Linked DNA regions of Arachis hypogaea: region 1 is linked to region 2. The links are chromatin contacts, called in public Hi-C maps. All regions are on one chromosome and are shown on one strand. The core of a region is the stretch at or near the end of the contact, and the rest is flanking DNA. Distances in the headings are between cores, read along the strand shown. Region 1 holds the start of LOC112755201 (soyasapogenol B glucuronide galactosyltransferase-like). Region 2 overlaps LOC112755198 (soyasapogenol B glucuronide galactosyltransferase).

Region 1 (5,926 bases), core at 3,417-5,916, 50 kb before region 2:
AAGTGTGAAACATTTTTATCGGGTAAAAAAAATAAAAAAATCAATGAAAGTTTCATATATAAGGTTGAGTTGATAGTTTGAAGCCAGAGATGAGTGCTGACACTGCAAAACAAATGAATGCAAAAATGGACATGCAAATGGCTGTACTTGAAGAATCAGTGAATATATTGTCTGAGTTTTCTCTCATTCTGTTTGTTATTGGAATTGCTGAAGATGCTGATGATAACAACAGATATGCCGTGATCTGCAACCAAAAACAGTAACAACATTTGCCAATGGGTCAAGTTGCTAATTAACTATTCATTGTTCCTCAATGGCAGTTGGCAAATACATAAACATGAATATGATGATTGGAAGGTAAAACAGGGTTTTGAATGAAGAGTTGTGTAAAAGATTTGATTAATTCAAAATGAAGACTCTACCAACTTCCACAAGTGAAAGACTTATATTAGTATCAGACTCATTAATATTGTGGACTCATATGAAGGCTAGGACTCATTAACTTCTCTTGACTAATTAAAGTGAAAAACTTATATTAATATTTTTACATCTATTTCATCTAATCCTTAGCTTATAAGTTCAAAGTCTACACTCTCCTCAAGAAAATATTCATATGCCATTAATTTGATTTGAGAATAAGATGAAAAGATTATAACAAACTTTTGCTGATGTGATTATCCTGCAGATTATAGTCCTTGGAGAAACACTATAATATTATAGACTGCCTGAAGTAATGTAAACTTTCATTTTCATAACATCTGTAGAGGCAACTTCACAGAGAAGTTTTCAAAAGTTTCTACCCAAACCTCTTCAGCATTGCTTATAGTTATAGCTCAACAACACAGGAAAAAATTAATTCTTTCTTAACTATTAAGGGACAGAAAATTAATTAAATGGAATGCTAATTAATTTAAAAAAAAAACAAGAAATAAAAAGAGAAAGAAAATACTAGTCTTTAAGAATGAAAATGAAACCATTTGACAATTCAAATCTAGTTAATGGCCCTGAATTTGATTCCCCATCCCTCACTAGCCACAGATTCAAATTTTGTGTTAAAAAAAAAAAAAAAACAAAACCCCACAAAGTAATCAATGTTATGATGAAGATCAAAGAAAAAAGAATTAATGGCAAACAAACCTGGTCTCCTGCAAAGTAAATGATAGCAGCCATTCTGGGCTGAAGCAATTGTTTTCCTTTTACTTTGAGAAACAATATGCCTCCATTATAAAGACTTGACAAAATTGCAATAGCCAGCAAATATCTGAGCCATTGTTGAGTTCCAATAATCAATGTTGAGAATTAAGAGACATAATAAAAGCATTTTCTTTAGATAATTTCCTAATAAGTGAACTTTCAGTTATAAACTGCCCTTAACTTAACAATAAGCTATTAAACTCATCAACCATCACAAACCCAAATAAACATTGAGAAAACAAAACCATTTCTTTATTGAAACCCAATATTGTTCATCAAAAAGGGTATCAAAATTCTTACCTATACTCATCATATTTATCAAAGTCTCTCCAATCACCATGCTTGTTGAACGCCATTACAAGAAACGAAATCAGAGAAAAAATCAGAGCGGCAACTCTTAGTGGCAACGCCCCTTTCTTCACCAATTCTTCCCTCTTCCACCGTCTCAGGATTCCGGCAACCACTCCGTCGTTTGAGGAGGCCGCCGGTGGCGGAGTCTGGTGGTTCCCGCTGTTTGCTGGATCAGTAATTGGCGGAGCCTCAACATGTATCTTCGGTGCTGAATTGTTTTCTTCAAAATTTGACATTTTTCTGTATGTGGTGCTGTTCTCTTGCTCTTCGAATTCGAAGGCTTCGGATTTCTCAGAATATCAACGAAATTAATTATATGTAAAAGAGAAGAAAAAAAAAGAAATAGATGTGACAGATGAACAAGAAGAAGAAAACAGTTTCTTGGTTATTTCTTTGTTTATTAAAAAGAAAAAAAGAATGGTGTATTTTGGTTTATATTCAGGGGCCCCACCTCGGTAAAATCGTTATGGAAGTTAACTAACAAGGTTCAATGGGATGAGGTGGCATAAAAGGATTGGTTGGAGGAGTGTGGAATATGCGAGCTCCCGTGGTCATGTCCACCGGCGGCATATAGTTTGTGTGAGAAAAGAGATTAATATCATCTAACTCGAGTTAATTGGTTTCCTTCGAGTATTTGTCGGATAATCGGGTATAATCCAATTAGACCCATTCTCATTTGGTTCAAGTATCAGATTCATGCTACTAATGTAATCTTGGATTAGATGAATACTTTGGCTTTTTGATCTTCATCACTTGTCAATACTCAATACTCTTGTTAGTTATTAAAATAACATTTTTTAACAATTCATTTTTTGAGATATATAAGTACTTTTTTATTCAAATAACATTTTTTTTGTGAAAAATAGAGACTATCTAATTTTTAAAATGATATTGGTTTGGTGAAAAATTAGCTGGTATATCTTAAAAAATAAATGATTAGAATATGTATAGTTATTTATTTGAAAAAGTATAAGTAGACAATGAGAATACTAAACAATGTGAGCAATAAATATGTCGAATGTTCAATTCAATATGTATGTAGATGATTATGTTCATTATTTTTAATTGGATGGTTATTTCTTTTGATTCGATTTACTCATGCATAATTAATAATGACTAGATGTTCACACTAGGTGTGCAGATAGTTATCTTAATGTTAATGTTTAGGAAGTAATTTGGGGTGGAGTATTTTTTTACTTTATTGGGACAATTTTAAAATCCATTGTTAACATTATTTACAAAAATCATTGTCTACTTCGCAAAACTCTATTTATTTTTATTAGAGACGCAGAAATAGACAAGAAATAATTGGATATATATTGAAAAAAAAATTCATAATTCAAATTAACCATAACTTGTTTTGATGAATTCCAATAATTGGCATGCATCATGACACTCCTGGAAATCTGAAACTTCAAACTATTCAAAAAAAGCAAAGGCTTGGCAAAAACTAAATGTATTTCTGTATAAAGTTTCAGAACAAAGCACAAGTAACATCTCAGCTAATATCAACTGAAAAACACCACAATAGTTCAAACAAATATATATAAAACCTTCATGAGCAACACCTCAAGAAGCAACACCATGATTACTAATTTATTCCTCCATTTCAATTACCTAATTTCGTGACATCTTAAGAGATTTGAGCTCGTCCATCAACTGCATTAGGTTGTTGTAAGAGGTTCCACCTTCTTCTATAGTCCTCTTTGCAGCATCACCAAGTTTCTTTGCTCTCTTCCTCATTTCCCTGCTCTCTTCACTTCCCATCAAAGTTTTCACAGCCTTCACTAACTCTTCCCTTCCCACAATTCCATCCTCACCAACAGTTGACCAGAACTTATTCACCTTAGCTCCAACCGAAACTCCGATCTTCAACACTTGAACAAGAAATTTCTCATTGTAGAATTGCTCGGCGAACATAGGCCACGTGATCATTGGCAAGCCGGAACTCACGCTTTCGAGTATTGAGTTCCAACCACAATGAGTCACAATTCCACCAGTTGCAGGGTGGTCTAATATAAGCAATTGTGGCGCCCAGTTCCAAATAATGCACCCCTTGTCACTTTCCTTCACCCTAGCCTCAAAATCTTGCAAGAAACATTCTTCTTCGCCTTCGCCGTTGCCTTCCCCCTTTTTCCTAACAACCCAGATGAAATTATGGCCTGAATTTTCAAGTCCATGAGCTATTTCAACAATTTGAGCATAACTAAGCCTAGTTAAGCTTCCAAAACTCACATACAAAACAGAGTCACTCTGCTTTGAGTTAAGCCAATTCAACCAATAAGGCTCTTCTTTAAGATCAACTTTGTTTCCGCGATTCGCCTTCTCTTCATCAGTCTTGTTAATCCATGCCGAAACCGGTCCTACACTCCAAGATTTGATCCCAATTGTGTTCTTGTAAAGTTCCTCATAACCACCTTCAAGTTCATAAAAGCTATTACACAAGGTTCCATAGCTTCTTCTCTCTGATGCATATACTACATTCATAAGAATTGTCATGTCATTTTCTTTCCTCTGAAATTCATCCATCTCGGCCGGCGCAATCTCAATTTTATCCAGAAGTCCTGGAATTTGAACCTTTTGTGAATCAGATTCTAACCCTTTATGAGGCTTATGCTTCTGAATAAAATGATATACACAACTTGAGAAAGAGCTGGCACTGTAGTAGTACAGCCTCGGAATCCTTAGTTTCGCGGCCGATTCGACTGTCCAAGGATAGAACATATCAGAGACAATACAATCAGGTTGAAGTTCTTGAAACACAGACTCAATTTGAGGCTGCAGCATCATTATTCCATGGAAAATCTTCTCTAGCATTTGAGGAGTGGTGCAATCTTTGATGTTTTCAATTCCATCAGGTAGACCAAGTTGTGATGAAGGGAATTGAATCACATAGGTTTTGATGGAGTATCCCGAATTGAAGTCACTATCTATGGCTTTTTGGATTGTTAAGGCATTGGTTTGTGTTGTGATTATGGTAACATTAGCACCATGTTTGGCAAATAATCTTGCTGTGTCCACCATAGGGTTCATGTGACCTGGTGTAAGATATGGAAGGAAAATTACATTGAGTTGAACATGGTTTTCTGTTCCCATAACTATGGTGATTTTTCAGTGTTATTCAAACTTGGTTAGCAAGTTATTTGGATTATGAACAAGCTAACTCTTTTAAATTGACTTTCCAAGAACAAACAATAGGTATGCTTACGTTAATTCAGATATGGTCACTTTCATTCATCTTTTTTTTTTATATGATCATTTTGGCTTATTATTAAGTGTCATTTTGTGTTTGTCTTTTGATGGTTTTTTATTTGCTCATTGTTCATTAAGCCGGTTCTTGTTCTCAACGTTGTACTTGATACTTAGTGGTTGACTTTTTTATTAGTTTAGGGAAGAAGTTCTTGTATGTTCCTGAAATTATTTAATACTTAAATTTTTTTCTAAAAAAAAAAAATATAATTAACGCTTTTTGTTTATAATATTTAGAAATTATATTAACATTAACGAATAAGTGATTATGAATATTTTAAAATACGCATTAAAAATATTCTAACAACACTTGAATGTTTTCTTGTTTTTAGTATATATATATATATATATATATATATATATATATATATATATATATATATCCTATGACTTTTCTTCTGGAATTAGAAGTTAAATTACTCTTTATCATACATTATCGTATAATAAGTTTTTATATACACACTTTTAACACATAAAACAATCATAACTTTAATCAATTTAACACAGTTAAAATTTGAATTAGAAACAAATTTTGAAGTATGTCTTAAATGTACTCTAAAATTATATAAGTATTTCTAAAGTTTTACATTCCCATAAGATTTGAAATGATTTTCTAAGTTAATTATTTGGAGTTTAATTTAAATACAGTACTTCATTTTAAAATAAATAATTATATTACATATACACAAAAAATTAGCTATAAAAAAAATTCATATGTTAAATGTATGGACAATTAAGTTTATCATGAGATAATTTATATATTTTAGAAACAATACTAATTGGCGTTGTTAAAATGTTGCTGGCTTATATTATATACATATAAAATAAATAGAATGTAAAGCCAATTTAAAATTAGATTTATGTTTTTTAAGTTTAACCAATATTTCACATCAAATATAAAAAAATATATATTTTTCTTTCTCAATTGTCCTGTAATGGATTGTTCAATATGCTTGTTCTCTTCTTTTTCTTGCTGCCCCAGAGTCATGGGTGACTGGGTGCAGTGAGGCAACTAAACCAAATAACCTATGCTTTAGTATAGTGATTATCAAAATAATCTTTATATGCTTTTAACATGACCTGGAATAACAAAATTATATATTATTTTTATTGTACAATATTAATTTTTATT
Region 2 (6,541 bases), core at 748-3,247:
GTTCAAGAAGATAGAAGCCGTGCTTCCCACCGTGGCGAAAGCCGTTCGCAACATGGTCTCCTCCCGACTAAACCTATGTGATCAAGGCACTCCCATTGTTGAACATGGAGAAGCAATCAAGGAGTATAGTGAGGGAGTGAGTTTAGTGCTTCAAGGGGAAGAAGAGGAACTAAAGCATGATTTGCGTCAAGAGGAGGAAGTTGAAATCATTGATGTTAAGGAAGTGGATGAAGAGTTGAGAGAAATTGATCAAGAAGTGGATTTCATCATTAGTAATTTTTTGTCCACATTGATCAGTCCCTTTGATGATCTTGTTGAGCCTTCTTCGATTAGACTAGAAAGCGATGTTAAGGAGGATGTGCAACCTCCAAGGCAAATGTTAAGTAATGAAGGATTGGAAGAAATGGAACAAGTGACAAATCTTGTTATTGAAGATAATTCCGCACCAACCGACGTGCTATTCATTGTGTTGTGAATTTGATGTTAAGGAGGCTAATGCACAACCTCCGACACATAACTTAAGCAATGAAGGATGTGAAAAAGAGGTTGGTGAACAAGGAATTGAAACTAAAGATGCTTGTCAAGGGGCGGAGGAACTTAAAGAAGAGCATAAGAAAGTAGACCTTGCATTGTCAAAGTGTGGGGAGGTCCCCCTTCCTAAGTCTCCATCATCCTTTACACCATTCAAGTGCATAAATCTCTTATCTATAAGCTTTATCATTCCACTTGAATATGGGTTGCTTGAAAATGATGGTCAACTTAGAGCTCGTTGTAGAGTTAAGACTAGGAGAGAGTTGTGTGGTGGTTGGAAACATCATCCTAGGTTCACTATGGTATGTTCAAAGTTTGATTGCAAGGTTTGGTGTGGAGCTAAATTGTATGGGTCTAGGAAGTTGTTTGGGGGTCTCTTTGAGAATTCCAAGGTTAAACCACCCAATTGGAATCATGATGATCAATTAGAAGATGGGTGTGAAAACAAGGTTTGGGATCCCAGATCGCACAATGAGGATCAACTTTAGGAGCTCCAAGCTTGTGAAGGACTCCATCAAGACTTGGTGCAACTCATTGGAGACCTTGGGGCACAATGGAGAACGAAGCATTGGTGGGAGTTTCAAGAAGAATTCAAGCACAAGCCACCTTAACAAGGAACCTCCCAAAGGTCCAACTTAAGGACTTTAAATAAACGTGCTAGGTGGGAGACACCCCACCATGGTAACTTCCTTCCATTCTCTTGTAGATATAATCAATGAATGAATTGAGTTACCATTGTAGGTAGTTTTCCTTAATTTCTATACTCTTCACATTGCGTCGATTGATGAGTTGCTTGTTAGATTTATGTTTAGATTAGAATAGTTGTTGTTGAATTGCGTTTTGATTGAAGTGTAAGTTGTATTTGTTTTGTATTTGAAAATTTTTCCAAAACCAAAAGATTTGTTGTTATACTTGAATTTTAGTTGTTATATTTGTTTTCATATTCCAAAAAAAAAGAAAATTTGTTTTTTTGTTAGGTAGTCCTTCCTTTTATTCTTTTATATGTTTTGTTTAGGATGCTAGGTTGTTTGTTGGTTTTATATTTTGAATAAATATCATACTTTGAATTTGAGTTTTTGCTTGAATTGCAAGTTTTCTCAAATTTTGTGAAAAGTCCTCAAAAAAACTAAAAAATTTTGTTAATTTGTATTTTGGTTAGTTTGGAGTTGTAGATAGTGTTAGGAGAAATTTTAAGCTCTGTTTTGGTGTTAAAAAAAAGTATGGGCAGTCACGCGTACGCATCGATGCAACCCCATACATTTTCCAGAGACTCGTGCGAAAGTGGCCCTGGAATTGTGCGTTTAGCACAATCTCACCCCACGCATACGCGTCACCGTGCATTCTTTCCCTTCACGCGTAAGCGTCGACGACGCATACGCGTCGATGCTTCTTTTGACCCACCCACGCTCAAGCGTGAGTGACGCCTACGCGTCGATTCCCTTTCTCTCCACCCACGCGCTGCTGACGCGTACGCGTGGATTTGATATCACTGATACCCCAGACGCGTGAGCCCTAGCCATTCGCGTCTCCCTTTCATTCACCCTCAACGTCTCTTTCTCTTCTTCTCCCTCCAAACACCATAACCACCACTAGCAAGCTTCTGTCTCGCCACCGCCTCATCACTCCAACGACCTAACCGCCGCCGACAACCACCCCGTTTCTTCTTTCTTTCTTTCTTTCTTCTCTCCTTTTTCCCCTTTCTCAGCCGTTCATCTTCTCTGCTCCCACCAGCAACCGCCGCAGCCACCCATTGCTGCCGGCGAACCACCAATCATCACCACAACCTCTTCTCTTTCTTCATTTCACTTCTCTCTGCTGCCTCTATACCAGAACGGGAATCTGGTGCCCTGCTCTACACCATCTCTCCTGTTCTCTCTATTTAGCGCCTCAGCTCTGCCACCACCAAACCATCGTGGCAGCGTCGTTCCTGTACCAGTAGCCGTCGTCTCTGGGTCGGCACTGTCCTTATTTCCCTCTCTGCCAATTCTGCTTCTGCTTCTCCCAGGTTCCCATGTCTCCCCTTCTGCATTTCTCTTCTTATTTTATTATTCTGTTTAAGTAATTTAGTTAGTGTTGCTTATTTCTATTTGATAAGGTTAGTTAGAATTGCATGTGGTTAGGTAGTTTTAGGATTCTGATTAGTGGATTTATGTCTGATTTTTGCTATTGATGCTGTCTGGAATGGCTGAATTTCATTTGTTAAGTGGTGATGATGTTGCTATTCCATGCTTTTACATGCTGCTATTTGATGCTGTTGTTGGTATGCTGTGTGATTGCTACTATGCTGATTTAAGTTGTTTTATTTTGCTTAATGATGCCTGATTCATATGATTTTCTTGTTTTTCATATTGTTGACATATATTGGATTCATATGAGTTGTTTTGGTTGCTGTTTGTTATCCGGGAACATTCAATTTACTGCTGGAATGCTACCAAAATTTTTGAAAATTGCCCTATTGTTTATCTTACAACTTATGAATTGAACTTGGCACTCTTTGATTTGGAACTCTCTTTGGCTTATAATAAACTCAATTCATAAGTTGATTGGTCAGCATTTCCAAATTTATTTTGGTTCCCTTTTTAGATGCATTGGTGATTGACAAAATCAAGAAACTATTTGACGAATTTCTGTGTCAAATAGAACCTTGATTAACTATGTCGATACGAACCTTCTTTGTGTTTTCAGTATTTTAGGTTTAAGTCAAAATCTTTACAGCTTCTTGGTTCAAGTTTAATTTTCACCTTATTTTACCAATGAAGCCACTGCCATAATTTACCATTTGATTTAAATTTGTCTCCTTATGATTGAGGTTCTTGCGTTTGTAATGATTGGTGCTTTCCACTGGTGTAAACCTTTTAATTTGAAACTTCTTTCAACCTTCTTTTGGTTACACCAAGTGCTTTTCTCAATTCTTTCAACACCAATCTTTACAAATTTAGTGACCAAAAACATTGATGATGACTTGCATTCCTCTTTGGTGCTTTTGTGCATTTCATATTTCATCATCAATGACTTGCATCATCCTCATGAATGTGAGTGTGCTTGTTTCCTATACTTTTTGAATTTCTCTTGGTTAAGTTCAATGATTGTCATGCCACTGATTTCTAACCAGTTTTCTAACTTTTGACTTGATTGACTGTTTGACTCTTCTTTTAGTTTTTCAACTAACTCTTTTGTTTTCTTCTGGCATGATAATTGTTGTTGCTTAACAAACAAGCATTCTTTACTGTCATTGCATGAATTCTTGGTTTGTGTTCTGATTGACGTCTGAATTCTATTTTTCTTGCATTCCAAGATTTCATCTCTTTAACTCACTTCATGAATGTGTTTTAATTTCCCTCTGTTACCTATTTCTGTCTGTTACTTATATCCTTGCTTTCCACTCCTCTGTTCTGTTTAATATGCTGTATCCTGTGATTTCTGCTTTCATGATGTCTGACAGAGGCAAGGAAAAGGCAAAGGCTACCGCCAGAAAAAAGAAGAAATCTCAGTTGTCTTCTGAATCAGCGACCGCCGGTTATTCTGTGATACATCTCTCTGACAAGGATAAGGCAGATCAGCTCCTGCCTCTTACCGACTCGGAGAAGTTTCCTAATCTATACTGTGAACTCCGGTTTTCGCTTTTTCAGCGATGAATCTTAACTTGGAGAAAAAACTAGATATCCCATCCGATCTGAGGCGGTCTACTGAGCCTCAAATTAGGGATCGGGGCTGGTCTTTCTTGGACAGAGAGCTAGCACGAGTGAACGAGTCTTGGGTTCGCGAGTTTTACTACAACTTCTTCAGGCCGACCCTTGACTCGGTTTACCTTAGAGGCGGACAGATCTTGGTTACAGAGGCAGACATTGAGGAGATCCTCCACTGTCAGCCCCAGATCAGTGACAGAGACGCTTTTCAGCAGGCTGAGGTGGAGATGCATTGCCTCACCTTTGAATATGATGCACTTAGGAGTGTAGTTGCCCAGCAGGACTCCCCTTGGGAGATGGATGCGAACAAACTGAAGACCAGGGGGATGAGATTTGAGTATTTGAGGAAGAAGGCTAAGGTGTGGTAGCAGATTCTTGCCCATTACGTCATGCCTAGCACTCACTTCACTGAGATCCCGGTGGACATGTTAGTGCTAATTGGGTGCGTCTTCGAAGGGAAGGAGATGTACCTTCCCCGATTCATCAGAAAGTTTATGTGGCGCGCCCATGTCAAAGGCACACTCCCTTTTTCCTAGTTTGGTCACGGAGCTGGCTCTCCGGGCTGGAGTGCCATGGCTGCCAGATGATGAGTCGCCACCCGCAGTCCACGAAAAGGAGAAGACCATTCCGTGTGAGACTTGGGTGAGTGACAGGCCAGCACCGCGTAGAGCTCGAGCCCCCACAGCAGCGGCATCTGGGCCGTCCTCTTCTTCAGCTGCAGCCGGACCCCCTACAGCACCATCTACATCTACCGGGCCGTCACCATCACCATCAACACCCTAGCCGACTTACCGACTCGTACAGCACCTCATTGAGCGCATGGATCGGAGTGATCGTCGCCACAAGCGACGCTATGAGCGGTTGAGTCGGATGCTGGCATCACTGGGCGCCGTAATGCCCTCTGACTCCAACTCTCCTTTCGACCAGTCTGAGGCGGAGGAGGAGGATCAGGAGGAGGCTCAGCAGGCAGAGGCACCTACACCGATTCAGGCTCCCATAGAGCCACAGCCACAACCGGAGCCACAGCCAGAGCTAGCTGCAGACGTTGATCCTCTCGCCCAGTCTCAGTCGTAGCATCGAGGACGATGCTTTCTTCTAAGTGTGGGGAGGTCGCCGTCGTCGATAGAATTTCTATTTTGGGTGACCATTTCAGACATTTTCCCCTTATTTTGTCTTATTTTAGTACTTGCACTTTCATTTGTTGCACTTTAGATTATTGTATATATTAGTTAATTTGGACACCTCTAAGTTTGTTGCATTTGGCATCTTTAGTTTGTATATATATTTTTAGACTTTTAGTTTGAGTTGCACTTTTAGTTAATAGTACATATATATAGTTATTTTGGTTTATTAGTTGTAATTTGAAAAAATGTAGATTGCTGAGCTTAGTTTACCCTTTTTTTTGCATGAGATTTGGTTTGATTGAAAATAGGAAGTGAACTAAAAAGAATTAAATTTTCATAATCACATTTCATTTAGTATATATATATATAATGATAAATGTTGGTCAATTTGATGAAATTTTCATGGAATTTTCTTAGAAAGGACATTGAGATTCAAATTGATTTGAGTAAAAATTTTTGAAACTTGCATGATATATATATATATTTTGGAATATGATTTTTTGAGTTAAGAACACACAACCTATGAGTTTTTTAGCCTAATAATATGGTTACATCAATTAACCATGATTTTGATTCTTGTGTGTTTCTTCTCTATGATTGCAATCTGCGGTTGTTCCATTCTATATGTCTATTATTTAGTGTATACCCATGCAATTATGTGATTGAAGCCATCATTTGATTATAGCTCACTTATCCCAAATAGCCTACCATTTCATTTACATTTGTTTGCCACCTTGAACCTTTTTAATCCCCTTTTGTTCTTTATGATTACCACATCATTAGCCTTAAGCGAAAAACAATTAATTGTCCTATTTGAATCTTTAGTTAGCTTAAGATAGTAAGTGTGTGTGTGTTAATAAAGTGCGGGAGAATGTGGAAACTTTGGTTGATGATAATGTGTTTTGTTTTTATTGAGAAATATTGAGAATTTGGGTGTATACTCATGAGAAAGTATAGAAACCATATGCATTGATGTCCTTTGTATGTATTATGCTTTCATACATATATAAAAAAAAGAGAGAGAGACAAAAAAATAAATAATATGGAAGAGTAAAGTATCGTTTTTGTCCCAAACGTTTTGGGTAAATTCTATGTATCCCTAACGTTTAAATCATCCTATTTGTATCCCTAATGTTTGTAAAAGTGATTCAATGTTATCCTGCCGTCAATTACACATCATGAACGCTTTAATTTGAGTTT

The links. A called contact is a pair of places that touch in the nucleus more often than the background predicts.
Region 1: a contact with region 2 is called in a Hi-C map of leaf, with 6 times the contacts expected there. The contact joins the promoter of LOC112755201 here to the enhancer-like site in region 2. A contact is called at or near these places in 4 of 8 Hi-C or Micro-C datasets (all in leaf).

Annotation. Positions count from the first base shown.
Region 1 is chr16:136,983,165-136,989,090 of arahy.Tifrunner.gnm2.J5K5, reverse strand. It overlaps LOC112755201 (soyasapogenol B glucuronide galactosyltransferase-like), which reads right to left and starts at 4,666. Exons shown (of 1, transcript XM_025803144.3): 1 at 2,986-4,666. The coding sequence starts at 4,641. The coding sequence ends at 3,163. LOC112755202 (CASP-like protein 4B4) reads right to left here and starts at 1,947. Exons shown (of 3, transcript XM_025803145.3): 1 at 1,495-1,947; 2 at 1,138-1,261; 3 at 1-244. The coding sequence starts at 1,781. The coding sequence ends at 53.
Region 2 is chr16:136,929,882-136,936,422 of arahy.Tifrunner.gnm2.J5K5, reverse strand. The region is part of intron 3 of LOC112755198 (soyasapogenol B glucuronide galactosyltransferase); the gene reads right to left. Among protein-coding and RNA genes, the nearest start is that of LOC112755198, 11 kb to the right of the region's middle. Within about 2 kb of position 1,997, at least 1 of the 3 cell types and tissues checked has open chromatin away from gene starts, as enhancers often do.